Linked DNA regions of Hermetia illucens: region 2 is linked to region 1. Evidence: chromatin contacts called from public Hi-C data. All regions are on one chromosome and are shown on one strand. The core of a region is the stretch at or near the end of the contact, and the rest is flanking DNA. Distances in the headings are between cores, read along the strand shown.

What was found. A called contact is a pair of places that touch in the nucleus more often than the background predicts.
Region 2: a Hi-C map of an unstated tissue shows a contact between it and region 1, with 2.5 times the contacts expected there. The contact joins the promoter of LOC119658962 here to the promoter of LOC119659681 in region 1. A contact is called at or near these places in 2 of 2 Hi-C or Micro-C datasets (an unstated tissue and whole body).

The regions. Positions count from the first base shown.
Region 1 is chr6:3,468,372-3,473,000 of iHerIll2.2.curated.20191125, reverse strand. It overlaps LOC119659681 (sodium channel protein 60E), which reads left to right and starts at 3,147. Exons shown (of 34, transcript XM_038067909.1): 1 at 3,147-4,199.
Region 2 is chr6:3,607,141-3,611,260 of iHerIll2.2.curated.20191125, reverse strand. LOC119658962 reads left to right here and starts at 2,758. Exons shown (of 14, transcript XM_038066836.1): 1 at 2,758-3,127; 2 at 3,202-3,481; 3 at 3,578-3,980; 4 at 4,041-4,120. The coding sequence starts at 2,830.

The DNA.
Region 1 (4,629 bases), core at 1,898-4,397:
ATTTGCCTCGGGCAACATCCAGCTCGGTTTCACCATCGGCAGAAACCACATTTCCTAGATACACAAATTGATCGACGACTTCAATACTCTGCGCATTAATGCGAAAATAGAGATTGCGATGACCCGTCAGACTAAGAACCTTAGTTTTGATAGGGTTTATTTTCAGTCCAACTCCCTTTCCAAATCCACAATCATTTGGCCAAAGCCCATCACCCGGTGAGGGAACAAACAGATGTCATCAGCATAGGAAAGATGTCATAATCCATTAAACTCCTCCCCATCCTGCGGACGGGACGACATGAAGAACATCTCCTAAAACAAGATGAAATAATATCGTGTTCCAGGATTAGTCTACCTTTGCGAAAACTTCGAGTGACTTTTGACGCCTCTGCTGCTTGAATGACATCCTAACCACACAACCCACCATCCAGGATGACATTTTCTCCCACTGTCATCGATAGATTTGGGCTCATACTGCTGATCGAAGGTTTCTGTTAATCTGGTGACGACGCAACCCTACAGACGAGGGTAAGTATTTCCAATTGTGCAAAGGGACGTATGGAGACACTTGCGCACCGTACTTAGCAACGAAATGCTTGCAGAAGTTAGCCGAGTGTCAGACCGGAAAGGGGCCATTGGCCACGTAAGTACTGAACCGCGATTTCTACGTGGACGATGTCCTCATAGACGCAAATAATCTTATAGAGGTCCTCCAGGCTCAGCTACACTCGGCCTTCGAAATAGCTGGTTTTAAAGTGAGGAAGTCGCGTCCACCCCATTTTTTATGGACATATTTCACAATCGTATTGGTCTGGATAAATTCTTATACGTTGTCTTTCCACACGTGGCGAGCAGAATAGCTCGCATCCAAGAGTTAACCATAGTCAACGAATGGAGGCACTTTCGAAACACTGACAACCGAGAAGGGTAGCCCCAGACAAACTAGCCTCCTGTAATCTGTTTTTCTATGGCCCGCTATTTCTATATCGATCAGAAAAGGTCTGGCCTGCCCCATATTTGAACCCCCAAACGGACTATATAGAGAAAAGGAGATAAACCCATCTAAGAACGTCTCTGCTACTGAAGCCCATTTCATCCATCAAATTAATCATTCGAATTCACTCCTAAAGCAGCAACGCATTTTCGCCTATATATTATCATCATCAACAAGTGCCGAAATACTGGACTAAGTGACACTCACTCCAAATCTTCCAATACTCGTTAGCTCGCTGAAGACTACGCAACTATTGTGAAGTTGATGCAGGACGAGAAGTTTGGTGTAGAATTTAAGGACTTAAGACTATTCAGAGAAGTGAACAAAGACAGCCCACTCATTAGTTCTTTTCTTGACGAAGAAAACATCGTCAGGGTAAGAGGACGACAACAGAAGCCAGAGTTATCAGAGGCGACAAAACATCCTATCATCTTCCATATAATCATCCTTTCAGCAAACTAATAATGGATAACATCCATAGGAAACATCATCATCTAGCAACGCTGGTACTTCTCTACGCCACGAGGCGAACTTATTGCTCGGTGAAAGGAAAAGTGCTCGCTTGGTTCATTTCATTCATTTTATTCCACCTCGCTTATTACACATTGGTGGCCTATGGGAGGTGACAGTGAAGGCAGGTAAGCGTCGACTCCGTCATACATTATCCTCAGCCTCCTTCACCTATGAAGGGCTAGACACCGCGGTCATAGAAGTAGAGGCAATTCTGACTTCACGTCCACTCATTCCGATGGAGGTGACGATGATCTTGTAAAGATTATGGACGTCCTCGGGGCTAACAGAGTGGTCCGCAGAACGATCCACAAACTAATTTCACGTCCCTTAAATGAGGAATCAACTGAGGGCGATAACCAACAAGCTGGTAAACGATCAACTTCATCGACCGCCACATCGGACCCTAAGCAAGCAGACGCTCTGCTAAAAAAACTAAAGCATTCGTCGCTCGGATCAGCAATAGTCATCAATTGTTTGGATAATTGGACACGCCACACTCATCAAGGTGAGACCACATTATCACCACCCAGGCGTCTACTTTGAGAATCTGGATCAAGGCCACCTGATTTCCAGTAAATGAGCCCTAAACGCCTTTTATGACAATAAACGTCTAGAGATTCGATAAACCGAAAACTAACTTCGAGAAAGGACGTTCAGACAGCAATTTCGGAGATGATTCACGAGTTCAAGGATAGAATTCAGCATCTAACTTCGTCTAAAGTCTCCGCTTGCAAATACAGCAGCTACGAATAGTAGAAGATATCAGATACAGATAAAGACGAAGCTTCGTATTAAAGAATTTCTCAACAACTATTCATGTATTCGTCGGATAGGATGGACCAAGGTCTCTATTGCAACTGTGGCACAGGACCCCGAACAAGGTAATTGGGCGGCAAAAGACAACGTTCATCATAGAAAACAAAGGAGAAAGTGTCAAGGTATCCGTTGGTAGATTCAAATTTGTGAAGGTTACGTCTGAGATTGGAAGAGGATAGCAGGGGCAGCAGCAAAATAATGAAGCACAAGATCAACGTAGTAAAAAATTTGTATTACTGTCAAAGGAAAGTTTCACTTATAATAAAGGATCTTAGTGAAATAACTCCACCTCCTAAGTACGTAGTTACTTGCTATTAACTATAACAATTTCTACTCTAAAAATCTTCAACAATGTCTCCCCCCAACAAAATCGACAACCCTAACTCAAAACTTCATCATTTCCATATATCCCTACGAAAAAATCCTGCATTCTCATTGAAAAATCAGTCAGAAAAGCAAACCAATTCACATTTCACGCCACCGTTAGAATTCTAACGACATACCATGTCCTTTGAGTGGACTCTGTACGCATGTATTCAACTCACAGTCCGTAATCCTTATGATGAACTGCTCTACACAACATCCTAGCGGTAACCCCGCCTCGCGAAAGCACACCCCTTCCTCCCTCCCCCAGAACATATAAAAAGCTCAGGATTTGCTTAGGTATCCTCTCGTACTGAAGGTATTTTTCAGGAATTGCCGTGGGAAAGCGCTGTTGTACCATATCCTGGTGGAGATTCCAAGCGCTTGAGTACCCCCTTTTGCTTACGTCAATCCTTGAAGGAGTCTAAGAAGTTCAAAGAGTTTAGTCGCCGACCAACTTCTCGCCGAGATGGAACCCTGTAGCGTGCACGACCCTTGTCAAGTGAACTCCTACACAGGATACTTGCACTTTTTGGCCTATACGAATCTCTAGGAAGGTCCTTTGCGTTCTTAAAGGGTTAGCTCCGTTCACGGCTGTTGTTGAAAAGTGTCGGTGTTCAAGTCAGTGTCTCGTGTTGCGATTTTCCCTCGAGGATTCCCTTCAGGAGATTAGTGTTCTTACCTCGAACGGATCGACGGCGAAGAATTCAGATTTCCGCGGAGGAGGAGCCTCTGCAGAATCGGCCTAATAGTCTCAGTGTGTGTGTGTTATTGCTCTGGAAGTGTTGAAATCACCATACATTCAGGCGTCGAAAAATGTTTCTGAGCGTGAGCTATTTTGAAAAACGGGTGACAAAACGGTTGGCCCAGTTTCGCCCAGCCGCGGGGCGGGCACGGAGCGCGGTTGCGGGGCCCGCGCCAGGCTCAAATTAGAGAGTAGTGAGTGTCTAAAGTGTAGTTTGTGTAGTTTCAACAGCCGTAGTGCTCGATTCTGAGCTTTCGCGAGCTTTTTCTCTCTGTTGCTGTGCCGCCTGCCCCAGGGTAATTTGCTGTTTAGTGAAATTTCGTGGCGATCATCTACGACCCCCTCCCGTTCGCGGCAAGGAGCAGTAGTATGCGGTGCGGGGTGTCCAGAAAATCTGTGGCGTGACTGAAATCCGGCCCAAGATCAGTGCGTGCAACGCGAAAAGGGAAAGGAAATAAAAGTGTGTCAACCCTTCCGTTAAAAAGCAATATGTGTGTGAGCAATAATATTTACCACTCGCGACCCCAGAAAATTCGAACGGTAATTGTATCTTAAGCAATTCTAGACATTCTAATTGAGTGCGTGTGCGTGTGCAAGTGGAAGTCCAACCGCTCATTCTTTCTTACGGCCCAGAATATATCAGAATAATTGTGTGCATGGCAGAAACTCCACTTTGGGACTTCTCTCAACAGATGAACACGTTTCGGCGAAGAGCCTAAGCCCCAGGCAACGCATTGTGGCGTGTGTCGCACTGCAACGTTCAATAAGGTCCGTACGTACTCGGAGTTCATCCCCCTCTTGCGCTAACCCGCGCTGCTTCATATATAATTATTATTTGTTCGTTTCGTCGCTCCACTTCTTGCCGTTATTGTTTTGGAAGTTTCTCATCACTCATCCACTCAGGCGTTTTGCGTTTATTATTTTCACAAAATGAGAAAGTATGAAATCCTCTGTAAATGCTACGCCTCCCATCGTCTCCCATTTTACATCGACAGGATCCTAGCATCCCTCGAAGTACTCGCCTCCCGCGAGGGATTGCTACTAATGGAACAGAACTAAAGATTGTAATTTCTACGCTTTTCAGCCGCGATGGTAGGGAAGCTCATCACTGAGCTCCTCAGTCACCATTGTTATCTGTATGAATTGTGATTTTTAACTAGAGATGAAGTGTAAAAATAGCATTCGTAGGAAGTATCCA
Region 2 (4,120 bases), core at 1,509-4,008, 140 kb before region 1:
ACTGGAGCTGCTAGAGAAACTCACGTAACCGCGTCTCCGGAGGAAAGAAGTGGATCTCTCAAGGTGGATGTGAAAACCTAGACAAAGGTGGCACCTCGAAAGAGAAAAGAACGGAGAAAGATAAAACCGGAGGTGATCATCATCTCCGAACGAAGTGAAGGGTCATACGCTGATATTCCCAAGAAAGAGAATGCAGACCCCGTACTTACCAATTTGGGAGACAATATCAACAGCAGCAACAGAGTTGGAGCTCAAAAAATCCAAGGACGTAATCGCAGATAAATTCTTGAACCAAATCGGAAAATCGTTAGCACAGGAAACGGATATAAGAGAGAGTAAGAATAGGCTGTTTTATGTATGGGATTAGCGAGCAGGGGGCGCATAAACGATGCTTTAAATGCCTTGGTTTCGGTCACATTTTAAAGGCATACCCCAGTCCAAATGATAGATTGAAGCAATGTAGAAGATGCGGAGCGGAATCCCATATCAGCGAGGACTGTGTAGCGGAGCCAAATTGCTTACTGTGCAAAGGGAAGCGGGGTGTGGACCATCGGCACATTGCAGCCAGTGCCCGGAATTTAGGAGAGCTATCAACATAAATCGCAAAGGAGGTTGGTACATATCAATCTCAACAGCTGAGAAGCGGCGCACGACCTACTCTCGCATACCAAACCATCCGCGAGAAAAACTTCCATGTGGCTATATGGAAATGACGTTGGTGGCATTTGGGTTAAAGACTAAACGAACCAAGCAGCGCTATGGACCTGTGGAAAACAAGCCTTCTAGGAAATAATGGAGCAGGGGGGTTCATCAGAGCGAAGGTGAAGGAAGTTCACATTTACAGCTGCTACGTACCCAGCGCTTCACTTGACGAGCATTAGTAAATGCTGAGTGTTCTATTTTTCGATGCACAGTTAGTGATTTTAATGCATAGGCTTTTGAAGGGCGCAGCCGGACAAAAAATGTGAGAGGACGTGTTCTGCTCGAAGCATTCGCGGAGTTAGACATGGAGGACAGGGACAGGGAGAGGAGTCTATATGGAGCTTGATATACGTGACCGCCGATTTAGTCAGTAGAGTCGCTTAGCAAGTCTGGGGGACTACGCTCATAGAGACCGTCAGGCAATCTGTGTGGAAATCAAGGGCGGTTCCGGCTCGAAAAAGAGCTCTTGCAAAACTTTGCGAGCGGCATGCTTCTAAGCAAGGAGGCTCAGGAGAAAATTCGGTAGCGGCGGTTGGTTACAAGAAGCCATTTGACTGAAATTGGACTTAGCGGAAGATAACACGGAGGTGGCCTTTATTACCAATCGCAGGAGAAACAACACTGTCAAAATCCGGGTTGGTAATCACGAGGTAGTTTCAAAATGGGGGTAATGATCGACACGAAGTTGAGCTTCAAGGGGCACCTGGACTATGCTCACGAAAAGGTTAGTTCATCTCTGGTAAGGATGATGCCAAATATTAGAAGGCCAAAATCTAGTCGCCGGCTGCTTATAGCAGGGGTGGTGAAATCCATCTTGCTTACGCGGCATCTGCCTGGCCGTGCGCACTGGATAACACAGTAAACCAGGGAAGGGTAAGTTCGGTATATCGGCCAATCGCGCTGAGGCTGTGCAGTGCATATAGGTTGGTATTACTTGAGGCAGTGTGTGTCATCGCGGGGATAATTCCCTTGGACCTTCTCGCGAATGAGGCACACTGTCTCTACCGGATGAGGAGTGTGAATCCGGCCGAAGTGACTCTGGGCTTCCCAAAATCCACTAGGAAGGAGCTGTACAGGAGATGGCAGCAATGGTGGGATAATTCCGAAAAAGGCTGCTGTTTGAATACTGGGAAACATTTAGGGAATTGTCAGCAGTTCTTAGGGCTCAGACAACCTAGGCCTGATAGAATTTCAAACGAAGGACTATGTCGGTATACCTGTTGACGAGCAGAAATGACAGTGCATAGATCACTCATTAAGAAACCTTTTGATGGTTACATCAGACAAGGGGACACAATATTCCAATAATGTCGACAAGTGTCATCTGAAAGCTACGAGCCGCAGGGCGGTGGAGGGGATACCTAGGTTTCCAGCGAAGTCCTGTCAAGAACTGGCATTTGGCAAACAGTGGTTCAGAAAGGTGATATTTGCGCTTCATGGGGATGGCATACGCGAAAGGCTTTTTGTTAACTAGCTGGGCTTTTTTTAGCCCCTAAAACTTAAACCAATGCAAACTAAGGGGGCTTAAGTTAGCCCATGATTGAATGAATGAACAAGCGCCATATTTCATTATCATCAGATAGTATCCAACTATGAAGGAACAACTCAATCTAATCCTGAAAAAAAACTAAAGAAAAATAATCAGTTTTAGTTTTAAGATTTTTTGTGATTCTACGCGGTGTTGAAGGCGCCCGGAAAATAGACCATGAAATTGATAAGGTTCTGACCTATCCATACAAGTCCACATTAAATTTTCTAATGATCGTATAACATGAATATAGTGGGAAAAATTCTCAAGATACAAAAAACAAGATAGGTATCTTTTAGGCTTTACGAAAAAAATCATCTTGATATCAATTGCAAGAGCTCGAAATAAAAACATTTAACCAAATTACCACTGATAAAACCCTGATTTTGTTTATCTAACAAGTTGTCTGCACTTGAATTAGATAATTACTTTGCGGTGAAAGATTTCCGTCATGTCCGAATACAATGTGTCTATCGCCAACTAATCTACTATAAAAGACCTAATTCGGTAGCAAATGGGTCAGTGCGGTGCCATCAGTCACTTCTTTGAATTCGTGAATTTCGGGACCCTTTGGAACATTTGAAGATCCAGATCAAACCATGGCTGATAAGAAAAATCTTTTGTTGCTTTTCGATCGCCCCCAGGAGCCGATTTTTATGCAAAAGGAAGGGAAGGTTGTCTTCGATGTTCCAGATAATTTCCTTACCGATCGTTACAAGCCAATCGGTAATGACGTCCAGAATCGTTTTGGGGACAAGGCTGAAAAGAGGATTCCAGTGAAGAATATTTCAATTCCTGATCTGAGGATTCCCATGTCGTTGGGGAGGAATGAGCAGTTTTCGCTGTTTGTCCCACGTCACAGAAGAATTGCAGGAAGGTTGATCGATATTTTCATGGGTGAGTAGTTTGGGAGGACTTATCCCTATTGGGGATTACTGATAACTCTCTTCGTTTTAAATAACAAATTTCAGGTGTTCGCTCCATTGATGATCTCCAAAGCGTTGCGCTCTATGCTCGTGATCGTGTCAATGCGTATCTCTTCAACTATGCACTCTCTGTTGCACTGTTGCATCGTCCAGACACCAAGGGATTGTCTCTTCCGTCATTTGTTGAGACCTTCCCTGACAAATATGTGGATTCAAAGGTTTTCTCTCAGATTCGAGAGGAAGCTTCTATTGTACAAGAACAATCCCGTATGCCAATTGTGATTCCAAGGGATTATACTGCCTCTGATTTGGACGAAGAACATAGGTAAGGACCTTTTCAATATTTTTTAAGATCAAACATCTTGTTAGAATCCTCGAGTTGTACTTCAAAAGGTATACTAACTTTATCTGTCTTCCCCAGATTATGGTACTTCCGCGAAGATATGGGAATCAATCTTCATCACTGGCATTGGCATTTAGTCTATCCATTCGAAGCTGCCAGTCGCGAAATTGTCAATAAGGACAGACGTGGCGAACTTTTCTATTACATGCATCAACAGGTCATCGCTCGGTATAACCTCGAACGATTCAGCAATAATCTGGCACGTGTCAAACGTTTCAATAATCTACGTGAACCCATCCCGGAAGGATATTTCCCGAAAATGGATTCGTTGGTGGCAAGCCGTGCTTGGCCGCCGCGTTTCGCGAATACTGCCATTAAGGATCTTGATCGAGAGCTGGATCAAATCAAACTTGATGTTGCTGATTTGGAAAGGTGGCGTGATCGTTTTTATGAGGCTGTGCAGCAAGGATTTGTTGTAGATGTGAGTGAAAACTAGGTAAATATTGCAAAGGGATGAATATTCACGATTTTTTGACTACAGGAGAGTGGAAATCGAATTGCCCTCGACGAGACTAGAGGCATTGATATCCTTGGAAATATGATGGAATCTTCAATCATTAG